Regions from separate parts of the Mus musculus genome. Here region 2 is linked to region 1. Evidence: chromatin contacts called from public HiChIP or PLAC-seq data. All regions are on one chromosome and are shown on one strand. Each heading gives the region's core, a stretch centred on a gene start, on an enhancer-like site or on the middle of the called end of the contact. The rest is flanking DNA. Distances are from core to core; before and after follow the strand shown. Region 1 has its middle 16 kb from the start of Lztfl1. Region 2 holds the start of Ccr9 (chemokine (C-C motif) receptor 9).

Region 1 (4,511 bases), core at 209-2,708:
ATAGTTGCACATATGAACACATGCTAACTGTAGTTATCTGCACAAGGCCTGCATAAAATCATGCTAGTAAAAGATTCCAAGATGGAGGCAGAAGAGGCTCCTGAGGCCTAAGATCAGCTGAGTAGGTATTGGCAATTAGTGCCTTCTCTGGGATACAGAGTAGCTTTCCTTTACAGGGTAGCCACTAGCAGATTGCCCATGTCCCAGTAAACCTCCCAACAGCTATGTGCACTTGGACACCAGTGAGGACTTAGTGGTTTATAAAAAGAAGACTTGAAGCTAGAAGGGATATGTATTGGGGCGGAGAACCAGGTGAAGTAGGTGAGAAAGAGTCAAGATTGAGTGCAATCAAGATCCATTGCATACATCTATGACATTTCGAAAGAATACAAAAAAAGGCAGTGTATTCTGATAGGGATTAAGTTAAATCTATAGGTAGTTTTTGTTAGTATTGACATCTTAATAATAATAAGTCATTCAATCCATGAAAAAAAAAAACAAAAAACAAACAAAAAGAAATATCGTTCCCACTCAAAAGGCATTAAATATATCTCCATGTACATTGCATGATGTCAGAGTTGATATAAGCTTCCTCAGATAAGTTTCTGTCTTTTTCTTTTAGGAGTATCTTTGTGGAGCTATGAATTATACACTCAGCAAATGTCTCTTTATTGGAGTATTCTTGGATCCCATGATAATATTTTTCTCACCAGACTCCAATACAGACAAAACTGAGTTCACATAAAACCAAATTTCAGAACAAGGGAGGATCCAAGTATAATACAAAGCATTCTGGAAAGAGGAAGCATGCCTTTCTCACAACACAATGGTCAAATCAACTAGCAGGGTATCCGTTGTGTTTTATAAAATGAAAGAGAAGCCAGGGATATGTTTGGTGGAAGTGCAGTATGATGTGGGGAAACGGGGTGCCTCTGTGGGCCATTGCTGAGGTATCCCTTCCCCCTGAGAATAGTTTATTTAGGGCATATGGATGGGAGTTGAGGGGGCAACAGAGACAGAGAAAAGGAGAGATAGAGACAGAGACAGAGACAGGAGGAGGAGGAGCAGGGGAAGGAGAGGAGAGGAGAGGAATAGAGGAGTAGAGGCCGGCCATGAGCACGTGGAGAGAAAGGGGGAGGGGAATGGGGAGAGAGTGGTAAGAAGGTAAGGAAACAAGAGCAAGAGGAAAAGAGGGCAAGAGAGAGAGGAGGGGCAAGCAGCCCCTTTTATAGTGAGTCAGGCATACCTGACTGTTGCCAGACAACTATGAGGTGGAGCCTAGGTGAAATGCCAACAGTATCCATCTCGTGTGTGTGTGTGTGTGTGTGTGTGTGTGTGTGTGTGTGTGTGTGTGTGTGTGAGTGTGTGTGTGTGTGTTCTGCCTGCATCAAGATACAAGAGAATTCCCCCTCTGAAGGAAGGCTGCAGGCCATGCTGGGCATCCTTCCTAACCGCCAGTGACTGTACAAGCAACAAGTAGAGAATCTTAAGCCTGAGTTCAAAGGCATTGATTGGCCCACACTTTAAGAAGTTTCCAAGCCACAAAAACCATTTTTTTCCTTAGTGGCAGTTTGATCAGGTCTAGCCTTTCTTCGTTCCCATATGTCAAAATAGTAAAAACCAGAGAAGCAGTATTCCTTCTAGATAATTCCTCTAGTAAGATAGTGTTTCTTCACTGTGGCTTGAGGGGAAAACACTGCCCAGACCCAATATCATCGTTAAAAGACCAGAATCTTGTATCTTCCACACCCTGCATGATACCATAATGGGTTTCAGTTTGACTGTCTTGTATCACCTCTGTTCCCCTCCCTAAGGAGGTATGCCTGAAGAGAGATCACAGCACCATAGCACCTCACTTTGTACACAGCTCAGGTCTGTCTATCAGTCACCCTGGAGCAAAATTGAAGCATTCTCTGGCTCTTCTATGCATTTCTGGTATTACAGATGGAGGATTTGGAGGCTAACATGAATTTGTGAGTTTCTTCAAAGGAAAATCAATCCATAGAATCAGTGTGCTTAGGCTTATTACTCACTTTGGCTCTCAAGAGCAGGTACCCATCTATCTCACTATTGTGACCCTGAGCCTTAGCTGGTGCCTGGCATGCATATCACATATACAGTGTGCATTTGCTGGACAAATTAACAAACTTGGTCACCTAAACTTCATAATCAGCCATGTGTGATATTTATATCTTCAATCAAAAAGTGAGCTCCATAACAAAGATAATAACCATCAGATGGGAAATCCAACATCTGCTGTTCTTGTGGAGAATCCACATTTGGTTCCCAGAACTCAAAAAGCAAAATGCAAGCATCTGTAAGCCCAGTTCCAGGGGATCCAATGTCCTCTCCTGGCCTCAGAAGGTACGACCCATACATGTGATACAAATACGTATATGCAGGCAAACACTTATACCCATAAAATAAAAATTAAGAAGTATTTCAACCATAGCACAGAACTTTAGGCTAGCCACAAAAGGGGGAACTTTATATAGAACACATTTATAACAAGCTGAGCACTTCCCTGCCAGCTTTCAGCTTCTATGAGCAGGTTTCTTTTTTAGGTAAAAGATGAGTAAATTCTTTCAATTGGTTATACAGAAAGATGCGATTCACAAAGCCTTAGAAAGTCGTGGACCTTAAACCAGTTGCCTGTTTTAGTTTGTACTGAAAAAAAAAAATGGTGAGAGTTTTTGTTCTCAGCAATGTGCCTACTGGTTTTTGATTTTGCCTCTGGCATCAGTGTAAAAACACATGCATAAATATACCTTTGTATGCACAATACATGCAAACCAACTCTTTTAGTGCCAGCAATCTATCCTTCATCTTTCCTCTGCACACATCCAATGATCTTTCTCTTAGACTAGCAGAACATCTTCTAGTTACCAGGCAGGTATACCTGGCTAGCTTCTGACCCAGAATAGACAACCAGGCAGCAAAACACAAAGCTTAGGACTTCCTAGAGCTTTGTATCTGAACTACAGTTTTTAGTTTTACTCATAATCTACCCTCTCTCTTCACATTAAAAATAAATCCCTTCTTAAACTTTTGCCCTCTGAAGTTTCTGTCTCTGTCAGGGTTTTGTCCTTTCATTTTGAGTCTTTCAAAACAACTCCAGTGCCCACAAGCACTCTCAGTGCTGACATTGGCCTTGGGTAAGCCCCACTCCCCAGGCTTGTTTTTATTTCTGGAAGTTGTCCTTGCCTTCACACTGAAAACACTTCACACATAGCAGTGTGCTGGGCCCTGGTCAGATTTGTCACTTTCTTTAATATCTTGTCTCTAAAAAAATCATCTCCAGTAAAAGCACAGAAGAAATAGGCTCAAAGGAGAGGCAAGTGTAAACATGCTGGCAATGGACTTCTCTGGAATTGGCTGGGGAGACCTAACTTGAAAATCTCTCCTAACAGCAGAAGAAAACTAGTGATTTTCAAGATTAAAGTGAGAAAATCACCACTGGTTCCTATGGAGTGAGTAGTTCAGCCACTCCTTGTTTCCTGCACAGACCCTGAGAACTGAGTCCCCTTGCTATGCCATCGCAGCAGAGCAGGTAAAAACAGCACTCCCTCCAAGCCTAGTGTGACCCCAGCAGGCCATGTGACCCTAGTGTGACCCACTCTTAAGAGACTATGTTTCAGGACTGAAGAGATGGTTCAGTGGTTAAGAGCACTGGCTGTTCTTCCAAAAGACCTTGATCCAATTCCCAGCACCTACATGGAATCTCACACTGTCTGGGGATCTGACATTCTCACGTGGACATACATACATACAGAACACCCATGTACATAAAATAAAAATAAATAAATCATATAAAAAGAGAAAGAAAGAGACTTTTTGGTACACTCTGAAAATCTGGGTTCTCTCACTAAAATATCTGATTCTAATTGTTCTGACAAAATATAAAGTAATGAAAGATTTTGTAAGGAAGAGAAAAAAATGCATTCTGAAAAAACATTACACCCCTACTAAAAGAAAAGTGGTTCTTTCACATTTGCGGATGCTATTATTGTTAACTATGAAAAAAGGCATTTATTCCATCAGAGATAAATGGATAAACAAAATGTGCTGGGCACCCACAGTGGCCTTATACTCAGCCATAAACAACATGTAGTCACATGTAGTGGCACATGTGTGTGATTTTAGCACTAGAAAGGCTGAGGCAGAAGAATTGCTGGGAATTCACTTTCCCCAATGTCTAGCCTTTAGACAAAGCAACTCAGAGACATAGGAAAATAGCTTCTACCTGCTAAAGGGAGGCTTTTATCTCTAGCTCTTCCATTAACATATGCCAGAGGTGCCGATTAGCATATCAAAGTCTAGGCTAGCTTCTTCAATCTCCACTCAACAAGTTCCTGTTATATACTTCAAGTTCTCAAGTGCAGGTCACAACCAGCCAGAGAAGAAGAGGTAGGTGAACTCAGGTAGAGACTCCCAGCAGGACCAGAAAGAAGCAATGCCAGCTGCTGTCTAAGTACAGGAACAGGATAATCCAAGGAGGGGCTAGTGTGGAA
Region 2 (4,931 bases), core at 655-3,154, 33 kb before region 1:
CACAAAAGCAATGTCCTGAGAGGTTATGGGAAAGGAAAAGTGAATCCTCCTTTCAACACCAGGGTATGAATAGAAGGGCTTCACTGAGAAAGTAACTCTTGCTGACCCTGGAGGTTTGAAGGGTGTAGAATCATGGGATGAGGTGAGGAAACATTGCTCTGTGGTAGGAAAAATTCATCAGCTAAGACATGAAACCTGAAAGCATAATGTTCAGGAGACAGAGGAAAGCTGCTCGTTCTACAGAAGTGAAAACTGCCTATGAGGTAGGTCAGTCTAAAACTATCCTTACTCTGCCATTACTTTCCTATTCTGTTTCCCTTAAGAAACTAACAGAAAAATCAGATAGAGATGGCTTGTCACTGCCTATATCACATCCAGTGCTACTACCAATCATAGTAGGTCACACTGTGAACAGGAGCTATGAACCCAGGTCTATACTTTGACCTTTGTCCTACTTGGTACTCATGAGTTGAATCATTTTAGCGTGTGTGTGTGTGTGTGTGTGTGTGTGTGTAGCTCTAGGACTCTGAGTCATCTACCATCAGACCTATTCACAAAGTCTGAGTCAGGAGCTCACTTCCCTGGGACCTGTGAGCATGAGTCTACAGTATTGATAAGAATGGACAGAAATTGGAAGAAGAGGGCTCTGAAACTCCAGATGCTGGAATGACCATTATTTTGGATTGTTTGGCAAAGAGGCTAAAGAGACAGATTCCCTTGGTAGTGGTTGCCTGCAGGTCCAGATCACTAGCTCAGCAACAGTTGCTATGACCTACTGGCTGGCTATAGAGCAGGCTAATTAAGAACTGAAGAATGAGAGTGTGGAGGTCATGGAGAGATGGCTCAGCAACTAAGAACAGATATAATACGTGTCTTGAAGAGGACCTAAGTATGAATTTCAGCTATGTTAGAAGACTCACACAGTCATCAGTACTTCAAGCACCGGTTCTCACATGTGCACATGCGTAATTAAAAGTATAATAAATCTTTAAATTCTTTTTAGAACAGAAGAATGTGGACATGTTGTAAAAGAAAGGGCATGCCAATTTTCTATGGATGGGTCGTTTGAAATAACTTGGCTTCTTTTCTGATCAACAAAGAATATTTTCACAATGCACAAAAAGATCCAAAACTTCAAACACACACACACTCTCTCTCTTTATAAATATAAACGAGGGAAAAATACAAAGTCAAGTATCACTTTCCAGTTTAGCCATTGTTAGATTTCTGAGCCGTGTCTTCGTACTGTCCCTTTAATAGCACATAAACATGTACCAGTGCGAAGGGAATCACACCACACATAGTTTTATAAATATATATGTTTTAGTCTGTCTTTCCTGGGCCACACTTCATGTACTGAGCACAGAGTTTGACATGGAGTTAAACAACTGAGCACTTCATTGTCTAACGAACCATAGTCTACTGCACTCCTGTCAAGTTTTTGGTCCCCAAGGTTTCTCTGCTATAAAAGTCCTTTCTGTGGCCAGTCTCTCAGACCCAAGGTTGTCACCCTTCTCAGACTTTTGGAAACCCCCTTGCTACCTGTCCCAACACTGTTTCTCCTCCCTTGAAGGTACAAATCACAAACAATGCTATTGAGCTTGACCTTCACTGTGTTCCGAGAGGGAGACTCTTCATTCACCCTACAAGAAGCCTGAGCCATACTGGAACTTTCTAGCAAAGAGCATGGTACACATGACATCTGAACAGATGAGTGCACTCATGGGATATAGATGCGTTGGTGGCAGCATATAGCCAAGTACACAGGTGATGTCTAAGGCACAGAAGAAGGGAAGGATCTACTCACCAGGAGGGGAAGTGCAGAGTCTGGGTCTGTAGGGAGAGGACCACTGCAGCTGCCTGGGATGAGAAGGCTTCTGTGGGTTCTGAGCAGACAGCTATCCGCTAAAACACACCAAAAAGGAAGCCAGGCCACCTCTGCCTGTGTTGTCACTGGCGGAGTAACCCAGAAGGGTGGGGAGCCACCTGCTGCAGATTCTAGTAACACACATCTATCATTTGCAGCCAGAAATGCAAAGCTAAGGACCACCAGGGTTAAGGATTAACCATCTTCAGTGTGGACAATGTACACACAGAGTCTAAGAGCAAATTGTCTTCTTAGGCCCCCGATACAGGAGCCGGAGACATGGGGAGTCCTGGCCAGAGGCACACATTTATAAGAACAAGTATATGTGAGGTACTACCTCTATACTGTCTATCAAGATGTGTCCTTTGAGGCCTTGAGAGACCTGTGTTGCCCAGTTCTATAGCTACCAGCCAAATGTTCCCACTGAAATGGAAACTATAATGGGGAGCACCTCTGCAGTGACACTCAACACATGCACCCATGGCTGCTACAGATGACGGATAGTACAGATGCCTAACATTTATGACATGGCAGAGCACTCTGCGGATGCTGTTACCTCAGAAAGTTCTGTATGTGATAGGCAGCTTGGAACAGATTATGAAGGACCAAGGACACCTTAAATTCAGAAAAGTTTTACACATATGTTAACATTGAGAGCTAAAGTGTCTTTATGAATCACAGGTGTTTCAGTAAAGTTTTGAAAAGTCTCAACATGCAAATGTTATATTTTTTATAGAAACTCACAGGTGATATCTTCTTAAAGGGCCACAGTTATAGTGAAGATTCCCTGTTGTCATCATTTTTTTAAAACTCCTTTTTATATTTGAAATATACAAATCACAGCTCATTCTAGAAGACTAATTTCCTCTTGATGTGTTTAGCATCCTGTGCACTAAGTGCAGTGTTACTCCCAGACATATAGCCCAGCAATCACCCCCTCCTAGTACAGAACAAAGAGATTTCATGATTTGTCCTAATTTATATCTCAGTGGCAAAAGGTTAATAAGCATAGGAAAGGCTGAAAGACCTGAGTAGTAAGAATGAAAGATGCAATTGATTCATCACCTCCAGGGAACCATGGTGTGAGTAAGCCAAGAAATTCCCTTCCCTCAACCCACATTCATGTGCATAACTAGTGTACTACCAGTCTCTGACAGTGTCCAATGCTGTGTCAATTACTGAGAGAAAAGAAGGGAGCAGCAGGAAGAGCATGCTCTAGGCCCTGACCTTCTGGCCACCTTTAGGCAGAGATAGCAGTGAACTTGCTGTTTGCCTTGTGCCTGGAAAGCCTCCTGGAGGGAGAGACTAGAATTGTTAAGACTTCCTTCTCTGAGACCTGTCTCTTCCCCGAGTTAGAGTATGGCAAGGAACCAGTGCAAGTACATCAGAAAGCCAGAAGAGGTGGTTCAAAGATGGAAGGAGATGGATGCAGTGAGGAATAAAAGTCAGACCCCTTCCTCCACATGGGCCCCACGGTCTAAGAGAAAGCAAATCTGAAGAGGTCCTACTCTCACTCACAACAACCCTCTTCTTGGACATATTGAAGAGGCTGGGGAGTCAGGAAAAGGCAAGGACATCCCAGAGAGAGTTTCTGGACTCTCAAAGGAACCCAGGGCCACTGAGGTGCCTCTTTAGTTGTCTAGTTTGGTTCATCCCTTGCAAGAAAAGCTCCATCCTTTCAGTGTCTTTGCTGGACTTCTGCATTGGCCATTAGAATTCAGAACTGGGTGACAGTAGGATGCTGGTGACCCCCTTTCATCCTGCCTAAGATGGGCTCTAGAAAGCAGAACACCGTGTCCTCAGTAACCAGGCCAGCTATTAGTACCAGTAACTGATGGTCTCTAGTGAATAACTGGAATCCAGAATTGCTGTCTACAAGTCCCAGTATCTATAACAGAAACTGACATTGGCCTTGCTGCTGAAGCCAATAGACTCATCTGATCCTCCTTTGCTCCTTCTCATAAACTGTGTTCTGGAGTTGTCTCTAGCAGAAAAGAAAAGTCTGCTTCAGTTCACTGCTCTCCAGATGCACTGACAGTCTGGCTCTCCTCCTTCTTTAATATTTACACATATTAGGAAAGTCATACCACAGAAGCACATAGGGGTCTTCGGAAGGACTTTGTTGTCTGTCTCCTTTCCATTGATTAAGCTGACCTAAAAGAAGACGGTATACTGATTCAGCAAAGAGCAGTTCGGTGGCAAAGCTCTGCTGAGTGTAGCAGAGAGAATCCCAAGTTCAAACTCCTAGGAGTGTGAAAGGTCCCGTCAGTCCCTACAGGTCATAGTGGACAGAGATCAGGCAGAACTTTGGCTATGGTTGTAGCCCAGAATTACATGCCAGGAATTTAAGCATTTTCTGTATATATTAGGGAAAACAGAAGGAGTCAAGTGTAAGTCCTAGGAATTGAGAGGAGAGCTATGAATGCCTCAGCATCAGTAGACACATCCCGAAGCCACACTGTCCAGTGTGCAACCACATAGAGTTGCAAGAAATAACTCTGAAGTTAGTGGGAGTGAGAAACTGGTCTTTTAAAAAAAAAATTAAGCCAAGTGTGGTAGTGCAAGCCTTTAATCGCAGCACTCAGGAGGCAGAGGCAGACAGATCTCTGAGTTGAAGGTCAGCCTGACCTACAGAGTTCCAGAGTTCCAGAACTGACAGGGCTATACAGAGAAACTCTGTGTGGAAAAACCAAATATAAATAAATAAATAAAAATTTTAGATAGATAGATAGATAGATGTGTGTGTGTGTGTGTGTGTGTGTGTGTGTGTATGATTGCAGTTGGTTTAAATTTAAACGTGATTGTGACCACTTAGGTAGATCATATAGGTCTAGATGATATGTTTGTAGACACTAATGCGCCCACCTTAGCAACAGCCTCAATAGGGTTAAGGTGCCAACTAACCAGGGCTTTTCTCTCTGGGACAGAGAAACTGAAGAGAGCCTCTCTTTCCCCCAAAAGGTCAGAGCTGGGGCTGACTTTCCCTAGTAGCTAGCATTCCTAGAATGCCCAGACTCTTCATTTGATTAGCAGGAAAAAAATTGAGAACAAGTGGGTTATCCGC

The links. HiChIP or PLAC-seq counts read pairs in DNA pulled down with a chosen protein or histone mark.
Region 2: a contact with region 1 is called in a BATF HiChIP or PLAC-seq map of CD8 T cells, with 13 read pairs. The contact joins the promoter of Ccr9 here to the enhancer-like site in region 1. A contact is called at or near these places in 1 of 39 promoter capture datasets (macrophages), 1 of 15 datasets of contacts at CTCF or cohesin (CD8 T cells), 36 of 484 Hi-C or Micro-C datasets (2-cell-like embryonic stem cells, the AML12 cell line, B cells and 21 more), 12 of 115 datasets of contacts at active chromatin or transcription factors (CD8 T cells, the HPC-7 cell line, the SCID.adh cell line and 7 more) and 5 of 9 other capture datasets (adipose tissue, embryonic stem cells, liver and 2 more).

The regions. Positions count from the first base shown.
Region 1 is chr9:123,731,303-123,735,813 of GRCm38.p6, reverse strand. No RefSeq gene overlaps it. Among named protein-coding and RNA genes, the nearest start is that of Lztfl1, 16 kb to the right of the region's middle. Within about 2 kb of position 1,458, at least 11 of the 459 cell types and tissues checked have an H3K27ac peak or open chromatin away from gene starts, as enhancers often do. A contact at or near this core is called in CD8 T cells, the SCID.adh cell line, Th1 cells and 1 more, where this site is marked.
Region 2 is chr9:123,764,184-123,769,114 of GRCm38.p6, reverse strand. It overlaps Ccr9 (chemokine (C-C motif) receptor 9), which reads right to left and starts at 1,904. Exons shown (of 3, transcript NM_009913.6): 1 at 1,808-1,904. Gm17021 (a long non-coding RNA gene) reads left to right here. Exons shown (of 2, transcript XR_380030.3): 2 at 1-4,408.